Linked DNA regions of Pan troglodytes: region 1 is linked to region 2. Evidence: chromatin contacts called from public HiChIP or PLAC-seq data. All regions are on one chromosome and are shown on one strand. The core of a region is the stretch at or near the end of the contact, and the rest is flanking DNA. Distances in the headings are between cores, read along the strand shown. Region 1 holds the start of CCDC28A (coiled-coil domain containing 28A). Region 2 holds the start of PERP (p53 apoptosis effector related to PMP22).

Region 1 (4,838 bases), core at 1,347-3,846, 670 kb after region 2:
TTCTCTCAATGGATCTCCACTGCCACTACTAGGAAATTCGCCAGCAGTATTCCTCCTTACCTACCCATGCTATACAATGTATGAGTACTGGGAGGCAGAGGAAGGGTCTTGTTAATCAAAGCTCCCATCCTCTAAATATAATCCTCAGGAAGAAAGTATATGATTGGAGTAATTTACACAAGGTCTGCATTTAACAGTTAATCCAAAGAATGGATGCTTACAGTTTAAAGGAATTAAAGGAAAATCTAGAAAATCTGAAAGATCATTTCTCTCAGGGAGGAACTCTAGATTTTAGATTAAAGAAATCACACTTGAAATTGTACCTCTACAACAACTCTACCTTGCGTCACTCTGTCCCTAGCCCAGTACAATTCACCACACTAACCCTCTGCTTCCTCAAACATGTTAAAGTTCATTTTGCCTAATGGCCTGCATTTTAGCCGTATGTTCTATTCAAGAATGCTTCTTTTCTTCTCCTTCTCCTTCTTATTTATTTTTTTATTTTTTTGAGACAGGGTCTCATTTTGTAACCCAGGCTGGAGCACAGTGACATGATCATGGCTCACTGCAGCCTTGACCTCCTGGGTTCAGGTGATCCTCCCACCTCAGCCACCCAAGCAGCTGGGACTACAGGCCTGCATCACCATGCCCAGCTAATTTTTGTATTTCTTGTAAAGACAGGGTTTTGCTATGTTGCCCAGGCTGGTCTCCAGCTCTTAGGTTCAAGCTATTTGTCTGCCTCAGCCTCCCAAAGTGCGGGATTACAGGCAAAAGCCACCGTGCCTGGCACTCAAGGACTCATTTTCTTCAGATCATTCCATGGCTGGCTCATGCACTTTATTCATATCTCTACCTCAAAGCTGCATTTTCGGGAAGGCCTTCCCTGATACTTCTCCTTCAGTACAAACTACTTTTGACCTTAAGCTGTTATTTCAGGACTCTCATCTGACTAAATGAAACTATTTTATTTGCATACTAATTTATTGTCAGTCTCTTATATCGGGAATATAAGATCTCTGACTATAAAGCTCTTGTACCTTTTGTTGATAGATGCATCCTGACCTCCTATCACAGGGTGTGGCTAAAATAGGGACTTAAAATAAGTATTCAAAACCTGAATACCTATTTCTGAATACCTGAAACATGTACATTTAGAAGGGTACTTTCCTGTGTCCCTACATCATGTTGGAGGTTGTAAACACAAATGCTACAGGGCTCAGATGGGTACTAAAGACAAAGAAAAACTAGATATTACTTGAACTGAGGTAAAGGAGGCAGATGCTTTCCAGCTTGAACCATTGTTGCCAGGCTACAATGCACATCTAACGTAGTCAGATCTTCCCGTTAATTGATGGGATGCCACATTGTTTTTATTCTTTCAATTTTAGCTGTTAGCAACCAATTTGAAAAAAAAAAATTGCATGTGAATCACCAGTTGCAAGCTCTGTTCATACAAATAAGACAATTCGACATTAATTAAAAGGAGAAACTGGGAAAAGATATTGAGCAGACTGTACAGTAGTGTTTGTAATGGTGAAAAATGGGAAACAACCTAAACATCCATCACTATGGGAATTCCCAAATAATTTGTGACAAATCTATTTGATAAAGTCTAGCTATATTTATCAATGTGGATAGCTCTCAAAAACACAGAATTTGGTGAAAAAATCAAGTTGCAGATCAATACACAAAATATAATAGCATTCATGTAAAACTTCAAATGCCCCAAACCATTCTACATATTGTTTATAATACATAGTAATAGTTTAAATATAGAAACCTAGATTGGCAAGATACATATCAAATTCATGATCCTGGTTGCCTCTCTGAGGGTGGTAGTAGAATGGGACTGAGAATAGGGAACACCTTCTTTATCTGTAATGCTCCATTTCTTTCATTCATAAATCTGTTCGTTCTGGATAGTGGGTGCGTTGTTTATTCTGTGCTTTTTTTTTTTTAAACATTTCAATAGTTTTTTTTTGTTTTTTTTTTTTTTAAATGGCGGGTGGCGGAAAAACATCCTATCCTAGAAGCCAAGAGACTGGGGTTGTCTTTGCTCTGCCTTTTCTGGCATGGATACAATCTCTAGATATGGTTTCCCCATTAGCTAATGCGGGGGGTGCTATGTGGTGTTCCTCCAGAGTCCCTTCAATCTAAGGACCTGTGAATCTAAAACCTTCCCACCTCCCACTCCCACACCGGGAAGGCTACCCAGACCAGGCAATGAAACGTGCATTTCTTCCCTCATTTAAGATAGATCTCTTTCTCTCAGCCTGCAATTCCTTCTCCAGAGGCTTTAAGTATAGTGGAAGTAGAACTATCTTTGACGACAGAGAGACACCTGCATCAATTAGCCTTTCTGAGCCTCAAATTCCCCATTTGTAAAACAGAGAGTATAACACCTACCCATAAAATTGTAGAGAGGTTTAGATACACCGTTATGTGTAGGGCCCGAACAGAGTAGCTATTAATAGTGGTAACAGACTCTCAATTAGGGGCTCAACATCATGGTCGCTGAACAGAATCACGGTCGCTGAACAGAATCACACTCTTCACGCCGCCTTGGAGCCAAAGTTAGTTTAGCCGCGAGAAGTCCGGGCAGCCAATCGGAAACAACCAAGGAACAGTTGCATGGCGACACTCTGGTTCCGCCTTCGGGCATGCTCGAACAGCATTCTGGGAATTGTAGTTCGGGGGGGGATCTAACGCTCACCGAGGGGCGGAGTAGCTTCCGGAAAGGGTACTGCATTTCCCGTTTCTACCTCCACTGCACCCGCTTATTGCGTCTTGCTCCTGGGTCACAGAGCCTAAAACGACACACCCAACACGCCCGCCGGAGTTACAGCTAAAGGAAGGACAGGGGAAGCAATGAAATGCCGAGGGCGGAGCCAAGAGCGACACTGGGGGAGCAGGAAAAGGCGAGGCTTCCGCTTGGGGCATGGAGGCTGTGCCTCTTACGTCACTTCCGTAAACAAACGGAGCTGCGGAGGAGCGGGTCCCGGGATGTGACCGGGGCTCTACTTGTGGCTGCGGCGGTGGCTTCTGAGGCTGTCGGGTCTTTGCGGGTTGCGGAAGGGGGCCCCAATACCCTTCTTCTTCAGGTATGTAGTGGAAGCAAAGGAACCTCCGCAACCTGCCCCTTTAGGCCCTTCCCACCACTCTGGTCACTGCTGGGTACTGGGCGGTGAAGGGTCATCGCTTCGGTAGATTGGGGAAGGGGAATGAGGTGATGTCAGGAGGTATGCCCAGTGGTACTGCTTGGAGGCAAGACCTGGCACTTAAAACCACTGTGTGAATAAGTAACTATGAGCAGTTTACTTATTATGCCTTCTCTAAAACATTATTTGCTGTTTGATATACAGGAAGGGTTTCAGTGCTCTTGTGACAGATGTAATTTTCCAAAAACGAGGAAATCGCGAGTGCTGGTTCCGCAGAATATTGTGGTTTAGACCACCACTGGTTTATTTGCATTGCTTTACTTCCTAGGTTTTTTTTTCTTGTACCACCAAGTGTGTATTAGCATCGTTAAATTTCAGGCCAGCGTGTTTATGCGCATCATACATTTTTACAGATCCTTGCCTCTTCAGAGAACTAATCGTCTCTATTCAGTCATCTTTCAAACTCTCATTTAATTTGTGTTGCATGTTGAAACAACACCAGAATTATTGTTCTGTTACAAAAAATGCTTCTTAAAAGAAAAATTGTTTGCCAAGGTTTAAGTGGATTGACACCCAGTGGTATCTGGGATTAGAGACTGGGCATTGGAGCCTTTCCCAGAAAGACTCTTCTTTGGCAGTATTGTAGCTCCAGTTGTAATTGTCTAGCGTCAGCCAATTTAAGCTCAGTGGTTTAAATTCCAGTGCCAGTGGCACTAAGTCCAGGCAAAAGGAAAAAGAAAAATTTATTGAATTCATCAAATAATTATTTTAAGCGACAGCAATGGGTTTGAATCTTTTTGAATGGTCATGGCATGCCTAAATTAAACATAGCATGCCAAAAACGGCCTAATGTTTCTAGAAGGCAATTTACAACCTGATGAGGTAGATAGCCATATAAATTCATCTTATGATATATGAAATAATGAAGTTAAGAAAAATTTAACACTATGCACAAATAAAGTATGGAAGGGTTTTTTTTGTTTTGTTTTGTTTTGTTTTTGAGATGGAGTCTCGCTCTGTCGCAGTGGCACCATCTCGGCTCAGGGCAAGCTCCGCCTCCCGGGTTCACGCCATTGTCCTGCCTCAGCCTCCTGAGTAGCTGGGACTACAGGCGCCGGCCACCACTCCCGGCTAATTTTTTGTATTTTTAGTAGAGACGGGGTTTCACCGTGTTAGCCAGGATGGTCTCGATCTCCTGACCTCGTGATCCGCCCGCCTTGGCCTTCCAAAGTGCTGGGATTACAGGCGTGAGCCCGGCCGGAACGGTATTTTTTAAATAGATGGATGTTAGAAAATAGAGCGGATTAATAGATAAAGTAAGGGGATTGTGTAGGGATAACTAGGAGGCCTTACACCTATTCCCCATGGAAGGGCCGTCTGTAACTTCACATTGTTAACTTTTTTGATATGGGCAAAACTAAATATATATCATAAAATTCACGTTTGTTTGGAAATGGTTAGAGAAAGTATATTCAAAATAGGCAACGAACAAGTTTGATTTTCTAGAACTTCACTTATCACCAAGCTAGAATCATTATTAGCCCTAGCTAGAAACTGAGTTTCTGTTTAGTAGTTGAAGTAAGGCTTCTAGTTGATTTTTAAAATGCTAGTAAAATCCCTATGACAATTATACATCTGTTTGAATCTACTTGGTTCTTCTTAAGCATACATTTTGGAAGA
Region 2 (4,477 bases), core at 924-3,423:
TCCTCTAGAAGAGACTGAGTTCAGATGCATTTTAACTAGAAGATAGAGGTACATTATTTCAAAAAACAATTAATTCACTTTAAAAACCTAAAAGACTGGAGATGATACAAACCTGAGCTGGCACAGGATTGTACGGGTTTTCAGAGAAGAAAACACACAAACTGTAAGGAAAGCTGGAATTTTCTGCAGTGTTTACATTTTATTACCTGGCTAATGGGGACCATGCTTCCTTTTGTGGAGAAGTGACGTCCAAAGGATTACACAAAAGAAAGGGCACCAAGTTGCTGATATAGTCCCCCGGAAACACAAATAAACAGGATTGGGTTGGAAGCCCTGGGCCACTTCAAAGAAAAAAATCAAGTCAATGGTAATAGTAAGAAATGAAAACAGGCAGGGTAGCTTGCTTTCTGTGTTTAAAACTATTAAACCCGGTAGGTAAAGCCCATTTGGCTTTAAGGTTTTATTAGGCTCTCACAGACCCCATCTCCACCCCCACACACATTGCTAATCACAGTAGACCCCAGCTGTGATTCCCATCCACCCCTAGGCAAGGAGAGGGGGCTTCCCACTGTGAAAGAAAATGCCTTCTCAGACAAGAACTATGCTCCAGTCCTGACTTTCAACAAGGCAAGCAGGGAGCTTCCTCCATGCTGGGAAAATGGCATACAGTACTTCACCTGCCAGGTACATTAAATTTGTCAACTCTGCTTCACGTCGCGAGTGTAGGGAATGTGTTTGCTTTTTAGATTTCAAATCGGATTAAAATAATTAAGTTTTCTAAACAACAATGCCATGCTTAAACCGAAGGACACGCCCTAGAACAAGAGCTAACAAGAACTAGCCTGACCGGTAAAGTAGACTGAAATATCTATTGAAAACGTTAACTGCTAAAACTGCCTGAAAGGGCTTTTTTAAATGAGAAAGTTTTTTCAGCTATATCAAGTTGAACGAATCCACTGATATTAGGGAAGGCACGTTATTTCAATATTTATATTTTAATCATAAGAAGAAACAAGAGAAGGAAGAGAAATGGGAAGAAATTTCAGGTCTCCAAGAAACTTTGTTCATTATATTTACTCATCTAAACTTGCAATGCTTGAAATAATCTTTCGTACGTAACCGACAAAACCCAGGAAAAAAACTGTACAGTTTGAACTACGGCCTTTTTTTTTTTTTTTTTTTTTCTGTTTCTGAGCTTGATGTTGGCCACCCAAAGCTACTGCTGCTGCATTTGGTTCAGGTCGGATGCATGAGCCCGAGCTCGTCCTAAACAGGCATTCTGAAAAGCACTGGCTCCCCCGACCCTGTGAGGGCCCACCACGCGCGGCGGCTTTTGCAGGCCGCGGCCCCGAGGGCTTCCTGGAGGCGGCGGCGGCGGCGGCGGGCGGGCACTCACCATACTCCATGAGGCTCTGACAGCCCTCCTCGTAGGACCCGCTGCCGCCGCCCTCTTGGGAGCATTTCCACCACAGCGAGGACGTCTGGACGTGGTCGCTAGACTGCAACCAGCCGCGGCCGGCCAGCGCGATGATGTCGAAGGCGATGGCGCTGAGTAGGAGCAGGGGCAGGATCCAGCGGCAGCGCTCGCAGGCCAGGCCGCAGCGGATCATGTTGACGGGCGGCGCGGGGCCGAGCGGAGCGGAGCGGAGCGGGTCGGAGGAGCGCGCGGGACGGGCGACAGCAGAGAGTGGCCTGCGAGCGCGGGCGCCGCCACAAAAGCGAAGAGGCCGCGGGGAGGCGGCTCCCGAGGACGCCGCTCCGGGCGGCCCCACCTAGATTCCGGTGACTCAGAGCGCGCCCGCCCCGACCTGCCCGGCCGGGCCGGGGCGGGCGGGGCCGCTGGTAAACAGGTGGGGCTCGGGTGACACCGGGCGGCGGCGGAAGGCGGCCCGAGGGTCCCGCGCGTCCCACAAGCCTCCAGTCCCGCTCACCTGGTCCTCTCCAGGCGCGAGTTTTATCTTCCTGGCGCACCAACATATACACTTGTTTATCTGCACAGCGCCAGCCTAATATCTGACCCCTGATGTCGCATCGTGGGGCGGTGGTCAGCAGTGCCATATCTGAGTTTTCAGCAGTGTGAGATGGGTGTTCTAATTGCACCTGTGGATAAAGGCTGCACTCCTTTGGACGCGTGCACCCAAACCCAGAAGCCCGTCCCTGACCCCTGCTGACACAGGTGATCCCTTCCTCCTAGGCTCCGCCTTTGCACCTTGGACCGTGGCTCCCCGGGTACTCTTATCTCTGCATGCTATTCTTTCCTGCTGGGTTGCCAGATTTTGGAAAGCGGAGGCGATGCTGAATTTATCTGTGTATCCTTAGTGTCCGGCACCGTGCTTGGATCTCAAGGAGAGCTCAGTGAATTTGATGAATGAACATGTAATTTAACAAATGCTCGCTTCCTTTCGGAAAGGCTTCATCTGGCTTCCCCAGATAATTTCATGTCGCCTCTGCTGCAGTCCACTTCCTATCACGAATCTCTACCTATTTAAACTGCACTCTCTCTACTCTTCATTTACTATTTTGAGGTTTTTCCAAATAAAAATCATACGTCAGCATGCAACCTGCATTTAGGATCCCCCCTTCGGTGTCCTGGGCTAGCTCCCGTCACAGTCCTGACTCCTAAGGTGTGACAGGAAGGGTGGGGTGGCAGCCAGGTGTGCCGCTGAGGACAAAGGAGTTCTCAGTGTCAGGCACCTCGGTGGCCTTGGGAAAATCACTGAAACATCGTATGGGGGTCATGTCTTAACCCTGTACCTCCAAAGATTTCTTCTGAATCCCCTGTGTTTTCTGTTAATTTAATATAAAAGTGGGAACTACTTAAAAATATTTTAAATTGTATTCCAATTTGATATTCTCAATAGAAACAGAATACTCTTTTGACTTATGCCATTTTCTGGCAATTCTTGAGGACAAATAAAAGCATGGAGAAAGTATCTGAAAATACATGAAATAATTTCCCTAGCCTTCATTTTACATAATTCAAGTTTTACATAAACCACGTCCTATATTTTTATTATAGGAAAATATTTTCACTTTCAAAGAACACAAGAGGGTGTTCTGCCAAAAGTTAACTTTGTATCGTGGAAGCTGTGTGAAGAAAATGCTGATATTTATGTTCTCAGGGTTTTCAAAAGTAATGAAGATATTTGTTTAATTAGCTATGTATAATATATTTGTGAGAAAAAAAATTTCTTATAAGTCAAATACTGACCAGAAGCAAAGTGGCTTCAGACAAAATGAGAGTTTTGCAGGCATCTTAATATCTCTGAATAATTTTGGACTTGATATATATAATTTATTTTTGTTATTCAATGAAACCATTTCCGATGGGCTTGAGGAAAAGAGCTCATTAATGCTGAGGTGAACACAAAGAGATTAGCTCTTCACAATTTCTAGAAGAGACCACATTGACCCTGGTGGGTTTCCAACAATAATATACCCAACATGTGGTGCAGACTCTGGAACCGGATGGTTCAGGTTTACACGCTTTCTCGTATTCGCTGTGTGACACTGGGCAGGTTAGTTCAGTTTTTTTGCCTCCATTTCCTCATCTGTAAGACAGACAGTGCTAACCTCAGTGTTTTAATGATTGTTAAAAGAGCAAATCCATCTAAAGTGCTCAAGAAAGTTCCTGCATGTAGTAAGGGTTGATGATGATGATGATGATTTTTCATATAGGTTTTCCACTTTTGAACATTGAAAGAGGGGAATGTCCATGTTTCTAAAGGGCAAATTCTATAGGTGAATACCAACTGTAAGTGACTAAGTTATTTTAGACAATGCAATCATTCATCCTAGCCATATTCATAAAATGATGGCTCATAGAGAACAGTAGGCAGTTGGATAGTTCCCCCTGCTGGACAATGTAGGGATTGCGCCTGAGCACTGAGCACTTGGCAAAAATGTAAATTGTACCTACAGAAAGTTTTTTTTAAATTGAGGCTTGACTGACATACAAAAAAGTGTATATATTTAATATATACAACTTGACGAATTTGAAGATAAGTACATACCCATGAAACTATCACCATAAAGAAAAAGGTTTTCTTTTTCTAATTTGGGGTTATGGTTATAAAACCAATGACTGTTACCAACAAAAATATATAAATAAATAATTTTAAAAATAAAAACTGGTAGAAAGTAATAGTAATAATAATAATAGCAGCTAACAAACATCTGCTGGAGTTTACTATGTCGCAGTGGGTGTTTCACATCTACCTTATGAGGTATGTACCAGCATCTCCTTCATTTACACAAGGGACTGAGGCACAACGAAGTTAAGTAACTTGCCCAAGACCATGCAGTCACGGAGTGGCAAAGCCAGGCTTCAACCTAGGCAGCCTGACAGCAGAGATAGTGCTATTCATCACAGTAAGCACTCGTAAGAGTTTATGGATGTATCCAAATGTCTCCTTCTTTCTTCCCTTCTTTGGTCCTTGTAAACACCCAAACTACTCCTAGTTATCTCCCAAGCTGC

The links. HiChIP or PLAC-seq counts read pairs in DNA pulled down with a chosen protein or histone mark.
Region 1: a contact with region 2 is called in an H3K4me3 HiChIP or PLAC-seq map of stem cell-derived excitatory neurons, with 4 times the contacts expected there. The contact joins the promoter of CCDC28A here to the promoter of PERP in region 2. A contact is called at or near these places in 2 of 7 Hi-C or Micro-C datasets (induced pluripotent stem cells and stem cell-derived neural progenitor cells), 1 of 1 datasets of contacts at active chromatin or transcription factors (stem cell-derived excitatory neurons) and 1 of 1 other capture datasets (stem cell-derived neural stem cells).

Annotation. Positions count from the first base shown.
Region 1 is chr5:150,623,298-150,628,135 of NHGRI_mPanTro3-v2.0_pri, forward strand. It overlaps CCDC28A (coiled-coil domain containing 28A), which reads left to right and starts at 2,597. Exons shown (of 6, transcript XM_001171714.6): 1 at 2,597-3,101. The coding sequence starts at 2,874. LOC104007004 (a long non-coding RNA gene) reads right to left here and starts at 2,713. Exons shown (of 5, transcript XR_008548677.1): 1 at 2,407-2,713.
Region 2 is chr5:149,952,946-149,957,422 of NHGRI_mPanTro3-v2.0_pri, forward strand. PERP (p53 apoptosis effector related to PMP22) reads right to left here and starts at 2,174. Exons shown (of 3, transcript XM_016956382.4): 1 at 1,397-2,174. The coding sequence starts at 1,610.